4 separate regions of the Sus scrofa genome follow, and all the other regions are linked to region 2. A link is a contact called in public HiChIP or PLAC-seq data. All regions are on one chromosome and are shown on one strand. The core of a region is the stretch at or near the end of the contact, and the rest is flanking DNA. Distances in the headings are between cores, read along the strand shown. Region 1 holds the start of MSL1 (male-specific lethal 1 homolog). Region 2 holds the start of TOP2A (topoisomerase (DNA) II alpha). Region 3 holds the start of SMARCE1 (SWI/SNF-related matrix-associated actin-dependent regulator of chromatin subfamily E member 1). Region 4 holds the start of RAPGEFL1 (rap guanine nucleotide exchange factor-like 1).

Evidence for each region. HiChIP or PLAC-seq counts read pairs in DNA pulled down with a chosen protein or histone mark.
Region 1: a contact with region 2 is called in an H3K27ac HiChIP or PLAC-seq map of alveolar macrophages. The contact joins the promoter of MSL1 here to the promoter of TOP2A in region 2. A contact is called at or near these places in 1 of 5 promoter capture datasets (fetal liver), 3 of 47 Hi-C or Micro-C datasets (embryonic fibroblasts, epiblast stem cells and heart right ventricle) and 1 of 2 datasets of contacts at active chromatin or transcription factors (alveolar macrophages).
Region 3: an H3K27ac HiChIP or PLAC-seq map of alveolar macrophages shows a contact between it and region 2. The contact joins the promoter of SMARCE1 here to the promoter of TOP2A in region 2. A contact is called at or near these places in 2 of 47 Hi-C or Micro-C datasets (epiblast stem cells and skeletal muscle) and 1 of 2 datasets of contacts at active chromatin or transcription factors (alveolar macrophages).
Region 4: an H3K27ac HiChIP or PLAC-seq map of alveolar macrophages shows a contact between it and region 2. The contact joins the promoter of RAPGEFL1 here to the promoter of TOP2A in region 2. A contact is called at or near these places in 1 of 47 Hi-C or Micro-C datasets (embryonic fibroblasts) and 1 of 2 datasets of contacts at active chromatin or transcription factors (alveolar macrophages).

The regions. Positions count from the first base shown.
Region 1 is chr12:22,236,135-22,238,834 of Sscrofa11.1, reverse strand. It overlaps MSL1 (male-specific lethal 1 homolog), which reads left to right and starts at 1,278. Exons shown (of 9, transcript XM_003358056.4): 1 at 1,278-2,659. The coding sequence starts at 1,892.
Region 2 is chr12:21,999,999-22,002,698 of Sscrofa11.1, reverse strand. It overlaps TOP2A (topoisomerase (DNA) II alpha), which reads right to left and starts at 1,399. Exons shown (of 35, transcript NM_213884.1): 1 at 1,243-1,399; 2 at 170-325. The coding sequence starts at 1,263.
Region 3 is chr12:21,783,040-21,785,767 of Sscrofa11.1, reverse strand. SMARCE1 (SWI/SNF-related matrix-associated actin-dependent regulator of chromatin subfamily E member 1) reads right to left here and starts at 1,358. Exons shown (of 11, transcript XM_021067015.1): 1 at 858-1,358.
Region 4 is chr12:22,194,520-22,197,219 of Sscrofa11.1, reverse strand. RAPGEFL1 (rap guanine nucleotide exchange factor-like 1) reads left to right here and starts at 1,379. Exons shown (of 11, transcript XR_002337116.1): 1 at 1,379-2,293.

The DNA of each region.
Region 1 (2,700 bases), core at 29-2,528, 240 kb before region 2:
TACAACCCCCTCTCCCCTTCATTGGTATCCCTAACTTCAATAAAATCCCCCTTGCAGATCTGAGGCCATAAAGTCTGGTAGAAGAAGGCTGGGGCTCTCTTGGCTTCTCAACACATTCACACCTATTTATCTCAATTTTCCAGTGCTTTATGCTTTGGGCCCACAAGGCAGAGATACAGTTTTAATTAGAGGTTTTCACATTGGGCCAAAGAATGTTAGTCATCTCCCTCTCCATATGGACTGAAGAAAAAAAAAATCCCACCTCAACAGAAAAGAAAAACAATCAATTAAAACTATTAAGAGTTTTTCCACGAGGAATTCTGTGAGGATTTGTTGGCTAAAGTTGCCTGGAAGTTAAGACGGACAGACACATACACACAAGGAACACGGAGAAGATGAAGTGCTCAGCATAAAATACCCTAAATTATTCCTATTCTGGGTAAAGGTAAAAATGCCTTCCTTTCTTCAGTCTTTCATGAACCCCCAGAAGATGCTAGAAGTGACTTAAGAAGGCTGGGGACATGGCCGTTGGGAAAGAACTGTTGGTAGCTGGCAATACTTCATTTCAGGGAGGTGGTGGCAACAACTCCCCAGGCAGCAGACAGCAGGGATTTTCCTTCCTTGGGGAACCAGAGGTCCCCTCCGTTTCTGGTCTGGATCCCTTAGAGACAAAGAACTTCATTCTCTCCCATACCAGTGTGGGGCTGCTGGGGAGTGCAGGGGGTGGAGGGGTTAGAATTCTATGCCCAGAAAACACCCACAGGAGCCTGCATCCTGACTCCGGTCCAGGAGGCGTGCGGGGCTGCGGGGGCCGCAGGGCCCCTCTGGCGAGGGCCAGACGGGTTGCCAAGGTGCCCCGGGAAGGGGCCGCCCAGCGCAGGGCGGGTACGTGGAGCGCTCGGTACACTTCCACGGAGGGCGCCTCAGCCTCCCGAAGCCCCCTTCCTTGCTCTCAGCCCCATTCTCTCGCGCTCCTCTCTCCCGGGGAGCCTCCGCAGTCGCCCTTTCTTCCCTCCTCCTGGCCCTCCCCCGGCTCGCCCCTCCCCCGGCAGCCCACCTTCACCCCGCCGCTCCGCCGGCTTCTGGGTCCTCGCCCCTCATCCCCGGCCTCCCCTCGCCGGCCCCCGCGCCCGGCGCCCCCGCGGCCCCCTCCCCGCCCTCCTCGAGGCGGCGGCGGCCCCTTTCACAATAGCGCGGCCCGCCTCCCTCCTCTCGGCTCCCGGTTCGCTCCCGCCCGCGTCCCTCCCAGCGCATGCGCCCTCCTGCCGGCGGCGGCCGCGGCGGCGGCGGCTCGGAGCGGCTCCGTTTTTTTAAAGGGAAACGCTGAGGCGCCGGGGGTGACAGTGGGGGAGGGGGACTCGGAGCCCGGAGACCCCCAGGGGAGGCGACAGACCCCCTCCCGGAGTAGGAGGGCTTTGGGCGGACCCATCCCTCCCACCCCCTCCTGAGGAGGAGAGGGGGGAAAATGGAGGCTCGGGGCGGCTGAGGCGAGCTCCGGGGCGGGGGGCCGGGGCGGGGAAGGGGGGTGTGGGGTGGGGAGACGAGGCGGGCCCGGCCGGGCCAGGGGGGGCCGAAGCGAGCTCCGGGGATGAGCTCGGGGCGGCTGGGTGCGAGCTCCTGCCTCTGAGGCGAAGGCGGCGGCGGCGGCAGCAGAGGCGGCGGCGAGGCCCCCATGGGCCGGCGGCGGGCCTCAGCCGCGGCCTCCACTTCTCCGCACGCCGGCGGGATGGCGCCCGGGCCCCGGAGGAGCCGCGCTAGCCGAGGCCTGCTGCCGCGCTGCTGAGGCGAGCCCGCCAAACTCCCCTCCCCCTCCTCCGTCCTCGACCCCCAGCACCTCGCCCCTTCCCCACCCCCTCCTCCGTCTCGGTCCCCGGCGCTGCTCCGGACCACTATGACCATGAGATCCGCAGTGTTCAAGGCGGCCGCGGCCCCTGCCGGCGGCAACCCTGAGCAGCGACTGGACTACGAGCGGGCTGCGGCGCTGGGCGGGCCCGAGGACGAGCCCGGGGCGGCCGAAGCCCACTTCCTCCCCCGGCACCGTAAGCTCAAGGAGCCGGGGCCCCCGCTGGCCTCCTCCCAGGGCGGGAGCCCCGCGCCCTCCCCGGCCGGCTGCGGCGGCAAGGGCCGGGGCTTGTTACTCCCGGCCGGGGCGGCCCCCGGGCAGCAGGAAGAGAGCTGGGGCGGCTCGGTGCCCTTGCCCTGTCCGCCCCCGGCCACCAAACAAGCTGGCATTGGGGGGGAGCCAGCGGCAGCCGGAGCCGGCTGCAGTCCCCGACCCAAGTATCAGGCGGTGCTGCCCATTCAGACGGGCTCTCTCGTGGCGGCGGCCAAAGAGCCTACGCCCTGGGCTGGGGACAAGGGTGGGGCGGCTCCCCCAGCTGCCACCGCCTCGGACCCGGCGGGACCCCCACCACTACCTCTGCCCGGGCCGCCACCCCTCGCGCCCACCGCCACCGCCGGGACCCTGGCGGCCAGCGAGGGCCGATGGAAGAGTATGAGGAAGAGCCCTCTCGGGGGTGGCGGCGGCTCGGGAGCCTCCAGTCAGGCCGCCTGCCTCAAACAGATCCTTCTGCTGCAATTGGACCTCATCGAACAGCAGCAGCAGCAGCTGCAGGCCAAGGAGAAGGAGATCGAGGAGCTGAAGTCAGAGAGAGACACGGTACGGGAGGGGTTAATCTGCGTTCGGGACGAGGAGCGAGT
Region 2 (2,700 bases), core at 150-2,649:
TATTTATTCTATCATCCTGATTACTGTAAAGCCTTCTGGACTATGTACTACAATACGTATGATCTCTTAGGACAGTTCCAGTAACAAAGTATATGAAGTATAGGCAGTTAATCTGGACAAGGACATATCTCAACTACTTAGTAACTACATCTAATTCGCTTGGTTTTACCTGGGTCACTGATTCCACAGAGCCAATGTAGGTGTCTGGGCGGAGCAAAATGTGTTCCAACTGTGTTTTCTTTTGATAGATTCTTTCTATAGACAATCTTTTCTTAGCCTCTTCATTTTTCTTTGTTTTGTTGACTTGCATATTTTCATTTACAGGCTGGCAATTAAAAAAAAAAAGATTGAAGAAAAGCGATTTTGAATCACAGGTTTATCAGAAACTGTTCACAAAACACCTACCACAATGATCTGCTTACACACACCATGACAAATCACACGTTTTGAGGAGGTGTGGGTGGTGTTGACATCGTTTGTGTACAAACGTGGTGGTTTAAGTTATCTGCAGCCAGGTTCCTGGGTGTCAGCTTAAATGGGCATGTTCTCTAGCCCAGCGTAACTATCTGACACGGAAATGCGTTCACATCTTAGATGCCATCCATAGAACACACCCCCTTCTTTCATCTACTCTGCACCTATTGACTGAGGGTCTACTGGGTCCCAGGCACGTAAGAGATTCTCCTTCAGCAGCAGTTTGGGACGCTATGGAGTCCACCTTTTTTTTTTTTTTTTTTTTTGGTGCCGAAACCCGGGACCGAACCATGGAGTCCACCCTTTAGGCACATTAACGTCTTGAACACAGGAGGGGCATATTTTGAGCACTCGGGCTCCGGAGTGGGAACCCCGTGCCTTGTCCAGCGCCTCCCCAGGTCAGGGAGGTCCAATCCCATTTTCAGCCCGAGGGTAGATGAGGAAAGCATCTGTCCGCGCTGCATAAAGCCCCACGCGGCCCATTATCCCACCACCGACTCCAGGACCAATTGACTCGCGTTCTCTAGAAACAGTGAAAACACAACGCCACACCCGTTTAGCTGATGTTACTTCACTATTAGCACCACAAAGGGGTCTCAGCCTCTTCGCGATCGCGCCGAGCCCAGGGGACCCGGGCCCATGCGGAACGCCGGCGCCGAGCCCGCGGCGTCGGGACCGCAGCCGAGGCACCTCCCCCTCTCACAGGCAGCAGGATTGATGCCAGGCCGCGCTGAGGATCCGCGACGCGCCCCCTTCCACGAGCTGTACCTGAAGTGGCGACACCTCCATGGTGACGGTCGTGAAGGGGCTCGACAACTCTGCGAGCGACTAAACCGGCAGGACCCTCGAGATGGTCGGGAAGCTAGCCGCTTCTCCACAGACGATCGTCGGTTAGGAGAGAGCTGCCCCTCCGTTTGAACCTTCAGCCAGCCCGCCCAAACCAGAAGAGCCAATCCCTGACGCTCTCTGACGGCTTCCTTCCCGATAAACCAATCAGAGCTAGTCTTTTATATTTACCAATGAACGGCTGAGATGGCCGGGGGCCGGTTCGAATGAACCAATTAGGCAAGGGAGGCGGAACTAGAAGATCTTTTTCAAAAGGCACCACTTGGAGTCAAAGCGGAGAGACAGACAGGGAATTTGGCCAATAAGTAGGGCTGGTTTGTTCTCGGTGTGTAGCTCTTGAGGGGAAAGGGGTTTTCTGAGTTCCAGGGTGGGAGGAAAGAGGGGATATTTATACTTCTTTGAGATCCCTGGAATCTAAAGACCGCCCTCTATCCTGAGGCGTTTTTCTTTTTCCTTTTTTTAAACGAGAGAAACGGGAGTCCCAGCTCTGTTTCTTGAGGAAACTGAGCCTGGCGATTTGGTTCAGTTTAGCAAGTCGTCTCTGGCATCTGCCTCAAACCGTCTCCCCCACCCCACACCCGCCCCATTTATTTTTGCGGAAACAAATGTGGTACAGTTGTGGTTTGGGTTTTCGTATAATCGAAGGGCATAAGAGAGACCACACAAAAGAGAGCAGCGTTCAAGGCCCCTTGAGATCGGCGTGGGGCTGTGACTGGTCGAAGAGAATAGCATAGTCAGAGCTCAGGGGCTGAGGATGGTTTAGGGGCCTTTCTAGAACTGCAGCTGTTTCCTCAGGTGGCCGCCAGGATGCACTCCTACTTGTTAATTTGCTTTCCTCCGTGTTCCCCTGAGCCCTGCAGTCCAGATTTGACGAAATGCCAAAGACCAAAGCGTTTATTACTCTGACGTCTAAATGTTTGAGTGTGTTTCTTTTCTTTTTTTGCTTTTTAGTGCCGCACCCGCAGCATATGGAGCTTTCCAGGCTAGGGGGCGAATCGGAGTTGTAGCCACTGGCCTACACCATAGCCACAGCAACGCAGGATCCAAGCCATATCTGCGACCTACACCACAGCTCAGGGCAATGCTGGATCCTTAACCCACTGAGCCAGGCTAGGGATTGAACCCTCGTCCTCATGGATCCTAGTTGGGTTTGTTAACTGCTGAGCCACAAAGGGAACTCCTGAGTGTGTTTCTTCTGGACTCCTCAATCCACAATGTTAAAATGACAGAAAAAAAAAAGTCGTTGCCCTTATCAGATGCTAGAAAAAAAACTGTGCAATTTGAATGACTATAAATTCCATCTGAACCACCTCCTTCCAATCAATATTCCCTGAGTTTCAAGTCTTGACTTGGCCATTTGCCAGTCTTGTCTTGATGGAG
Region 3 (2,728 bases), core at 109-2,608, 220 kb after region 2:
GAGTCAGGTGCAGATTTCCTCCCTGCTCACTTTCAGGTAGGCTGTCAACGTCCAGTAGGCCTTGCTGTGGGGAGCCCTGACAATAACTGCCACAGACTCCCTGGTACATCACACTTGATTGTTAATACTTTAAAATTACTGATCTCCTTTGCTAGACTCTAAACTCCATGAGTGAACTTGTACATTTGTCCACCACCGGATCCATCCCTGGATCCGGCGCCTGGCATAAAACCCTAGATAAATATTTGAATACCTTACACCGGGACAGGCTTATTACTTACACCATCTGGTTTCACAGTCACAACTACCAACGAGATGTGTGTATTCCCATTTTACAGAGGAAAAAAAGGGAGTCTCAGCGAGTTTAAGTAACCTGTCCAAAAACACACCGCCAAAAAGCGCCAGAGTTGGGTTTCAAACCCAGGCCAGTCTGTTTCCGAACCACATCGTGAGTCCTCAGCTCGCTGCCTGAAGCAAGGGGAAACAACCTTCCTGGGGGTGAGGAGCACGGGCTTGGCTTGCCCCAAGGGCTTCCTCTGAGGTCGTATCCTTTAGGTTTGTTGTGAAGGATGCACTTGAGCAGCAACTCTACTAAAGAGGAGTGGGCAGGGGTGCTTTGATCAATTTCGCGGGGTTAGTGGAAGGGGCGCATCTGGCCGCTAAGAAGGAGCCCCAGATGGGACTGCTTCCCCACCCTCGCTCCGCTAGGCCTCGGAGAGGCCGCAACTGGCCCCTGGCTCCGGCCCCGCGGCCGAGCCTGAACCCCAGCAACCCCGGGGAACTCCGGGTCCGGCCAAGCCAGGACACCACGCCTCGGCACCCTCCCAACCCAGTCCGGCCCAGTCGGGAACACTCACCCGCGGGCAGAAAAAGCGCCCGCAGCTCCGGCCTCGCTTCCCTTTGTCCCGCGCACGCCCCGCCCCTCGCGTCCGGAGCTTCCGCACTCGCACTTTCAACACTCTTCTGAATTCCTTTCCAAGCCCCACCAGACTCTCTTTAGAAAAATAAACCTTCTCGAGGGGGCGCGGTGGTGCTTAGTACAGTCAAGGATTTTTTTCAGGCTCCATGTGTTCCTCAAAACTCCCCGAATTTGGGCATTTGCCAGCCGGCGCCGATTCGTCACGGCGGAGAGGGCGGAGGTGGCCCGACCGCGGGGCAGGCCCGGACCCCGGGCGGTGAGGAGCTGGAGCGGCAACCGGTGACGCGGCGGGAGGTGCGAGGCTGCGCCGAGGGGAGGTGGGAGCGCGGCCTCGGCTTCCCCGCGCGGGGCCGGAAGGCGGCGGGAAGCGCGCCCGGCCGCGAGCCCCGGAACCACTGTGGCCGCGCGGGCCGCGCGCCACCCGGGCGAGGCTGGGGCTGCGCACGCTCCCGCCTCCGCGGGCTTTTTTTTTTCTTTTCTTTTTTTTCTTTCTTTCTTCCGGTCTTCGTTCCTGTTTCTGTGGGAGCCGGAGTGTATACGTCAACAAGTCGGGGATGGAGGCGTGGAGCGCCCGGTTCGCCGAGTTTGCGTTGTCCCGCGCGCCTCCCAGGGCTGCCTGCCTTAAAGGCCGGGCAGGAGCTTGGCGAAAGCACCGTGGCACTTTTCTAGGTCTCCCAAGCGCGAGCCTGGTGTGACTGGCACAGGTTTCTGATCCAAGGCCCGGAAATGTTAATCCTCTTGCCCCAGGTTGTGTACCCTTGCAGCTCTTGGCAAGGGTCCCTGTCCCAAGGCGCCTTGGCTCATTCGGTTCCCTCCCCTGGGAACGATGGTTTTCACTTTTTAGCTTAAATGCAAGTGACCTTCTGGATCCAGCTCAAATTCTGTTTGTGATGCCCTTCGGAAGCTCTCTTCTCCACCCTTAATCCTTCCTCTAACTCCCAAGGTTCTTTGGTAGCATTATTATAGACTTTACCTGATACATTGTATCAGACCGTCTTTGTCATCTTCCGTTTAACAGGAGAGCCTCCAAAGCAAAGGTTCAGTCTTGATCATCTTGGCATCGCCAGTACCCAGGAGGAGCTTGACTCATTGTCAGATGATCAGTAAACACGTTATGGAGGCAGATTCTGGCCTAGACCAGGGCTCTTTCTACTAAATCATAAATAAGTTGGTTTACTGAATGGATAGTAGCCTTTCCTTGGATATATAAACACTTGGCCGATGTTGCAGGCCACAGTGGAGGGAGAAGGATCTGAAATTACCCGAAAACACTGTTGACGTTTAGAGTGACTGCGTGAATTCCTCTGCTACCCTTAGCCGCCATCCGCCATCCTGAGTGTGCCATCAGAGACTAGGGCAACTCTAGAAGTCTGCCAAGCCAGAGAACGAGTGACTCTCTGTCTAGTTCTTCCACCTCCAATATTTTTATACTCATGATTAGAGATGAGTGAAATTGAAAAGCATATTGAAGGGAAAGACTGAAAAAGAAATCATCAAAGGATGACGGGCAGCCTGAGTGGTGCTTGTGGTAATGTACACGAAGTTGCTTTTTTAAAATATAAAGGCATTGGAGTTCCCTGGTGGCCTAGTGGTTAAGGACCTGGCATTGTCACCCAGAAAGCTTTGCACACCACAGGCACAGCAAAAGGAAAAAAAGAAAAAAGAAAAAAAAATACACCCTCCCCCCACACACATACATATGTATTCATTCCTGGGTGCTAGGAACAAAGCATGCTAGTGGGAAATGGGTGGCACAAAGATGGTGGAGAAGGGAAGAAGGGGATCTCAGAGGAGCAGTGACATCGATAT
Region 4 (2,700 bases), core at 130-2,629, 190 kb before region 2:
TTAATCTGGTAACTGTGGCATGTGCTGGGAGTGGAGCCCTCCCCTCTTCTTATTTGGTTCATAAAATGCCTGGGGAGCTACGAGCCACTCCAACCAGTTTCCCCTCTTAGCCCCAAAGATATTGGGGTATCCAATAATGAGAACCCAGGAAACAAATACTCGGCTCTCTAGTCCAGCTTTTTAGCCAAAAGTGTGCTTTCTCCTTTTTAACTGTTCTTTTTTGCAAATCCACAAACAGATGGGTGTGCAAAGCTTTATTTCTATGAAGACATGCTCTTGCACACATAGGACCAGATAGGTACACACAGTGACACACGTGCATGGCACACACCCTGTTCAGTTCCACCACCACTCCCAGCCTTTAACATTCCTGTTGCTGCCTGGTTGGTGCACAGTAAACAGGGGTGGGGCATTGGCCAAGGAGCCTCAACCCATCTGGTGCCTGGTGCCACTCCCCACCTTGTTACCTTAACCTTGATGTGCTTACACTGAGCATGTCTCTCTACCACCCTCCTTCTGGAACGGTGTGCCCTTAGGGGCAGAATGCTCTGGGCATAGGCATCAGGAATAAGATTACTTGGAGAGCAAATTTGGTATTACTTTCCTCACTCTGTGGTTATGTCATCTCTGGATGGGCTCGCTCTCTATGCTGGATGGTGTTAGTTGGCAGTTCTGGAGCTTGTCAACCATCTCTAGGGCTCTGCTTCCTCCTGCTGCCAGCTAGGCTCAGGTGCCCTTGTGCTCCTGGTCTCCTCCCCCTTTGCCTACTGTCTCTTCTCCTCACCCCAATTAGACCTGCCACAACCTGCGGCTCCCAGCCTGGCTCCTACCTGCCTGCCAGTACCTGCCTCTCACAGGCCAGGCCCTCACCACCTATTGTGCCCTACCAGAAAGGGCAGATGAGTACTGCCTCAGGTTTCAATGCCAGTTCACCCGAGGCCTTTCCAGCCCTTCTAACAGAAGGAAGATAAAAACCACATATTCCTCAGAGTATGGCAACAAGAGTACATTATCAAGATCCAGAGTGATGGACAACCAATCAGCAATTTTTGGAGGCCCCACCCGAATACAGGTAGGTGAGTCAAGCAAAGTGTGTGGCCTGGTTCTTTGCAATGATACCAAGAGTCCTCGTAGGCCTCAAGCCAGGAACCCCCTTTCAGTGGGTAAATTACTCCCTCCCCTTTGCCCTGAACGTCTGGATCTGCCCCGAGTCTAATCCCATTCAGCCCCTTACTGTTTCCCTCGCTGTCAGCCCCTGCGCCCAAGTTCAAGCCTCGCGCGGCCTAGGGGGCGGGCCCATGAAGGGCGGGGGCGGGGACTGGGCGGGGACTGAAGGAGGGGGCGCGGCCTCAGTTCTGCCACCTTCCCCCCGGTCAGGAGCACAGCCGCCGCCGCCGCTGCCGCCGCCGCCGCCACCGCCGCGTCTTCTCAGCGTTGCGCACCACCCGCTGCCTTTGCCGCCGCAGCCCGGCTCCGGAGCGTAGAGCGAGGGGCACCGGCCCCGCAGCCTACCCACCCTTCGGGCCGCGTGCGCTGCAGCCGGCATGGGGGGCCACTAAGAGCAGGCACTCCTTCCCTCTGGCACCCCCTCCGGCCCCTGGCCACTGGACTCCGGCCAGCGAGCCTCGGGCACCTCTGCCCCCAGTCCGGCGCCTGGCACGGCCCTCCGCTCTGCCCCTCCGGCTCTGAGCATCGTGTCCCCGCCCCCCCCCCGCCCGCGCCTGGGACACCTGGGTCCTCCGGCGGCCCCGAGGAGAGGGGCGGGGGGGGGGCATGAAGCCGCTGGAGAAATTTCTGAAGAAGCAGACGTCGCAGCTGGCGGGGCGAACGGTGGCGGGAGGTCCCGGCGGGGGTCCGGGTAGCTGCGGCGGGCCTGGAGGGGGTGGGGGACCTGGCGGGGGCGGCGGTCCAACCGGGGGACCGCGGCCACTGCAGCGGCGTCAGAGCGTGTCTCGCCTGCTGCTCCCAGCTTTCCTCCGGGAGCCCCCCGCCGAGCCGGGGCTGGAGCCGCCCCCTGAGGAGGACGGGGGCGAGCTGGCGGGGGTCGCGGAGGAGCTCAGCAGCAGGGGGCCCTGTTGGCTGCAGCTAGAGGAGGTGCCAGGGCCCGGACCGCTCGGGGGAGGGGGGGCCCTGCGCTCCCCTTCCTCGTACTCCTCAGATGAGCTGTCCCCGGGCGAGCCCCTGCCTTCCCCACCCTGGGCCCCCCTGGGCGCCCCCGAGCGGCCGGAGCATCTTCTGAACCGGGTTCTGGAGCGGCTGGCTGGAGGGGCCACCAGGGACAGCGCTGCCTCAGGTAAGGAGTCGGCCAGCTCATCCATCCCCCAGTAGGGGGTCGTCCCCTGGTTGCTCTTCCTTGCCCTTGGAGAGTGGGGGTGGCGCTGCGCGGAGCCTCGGTGTGGGGTTGAGTGGTCTGGTCAGCTGAAGTGGGCTAGGGGCCTACGGGAGGGACAGACCCTTCTGCAGTGGAGAAGTGGCAGTGCCACCTTCCTCCCTGTAGCAGCTTCAGCCAGTGGCTGGGGAAGAAGCTGAACCTCTTTCTCTCCTTAAGCCACCTCTCCTCTCCCCCGGACATCTTATCCAGCCCTTCCTAGGTCCCTGATGTTGACTGCGTCCTTCTGTGGCCCCAAATTCGGGCCTGACATGCTAAGATGGACGCTGCCCAGACCAGTCAGTGTGGCCCCCTAGAGGTGGCCAAGCCCT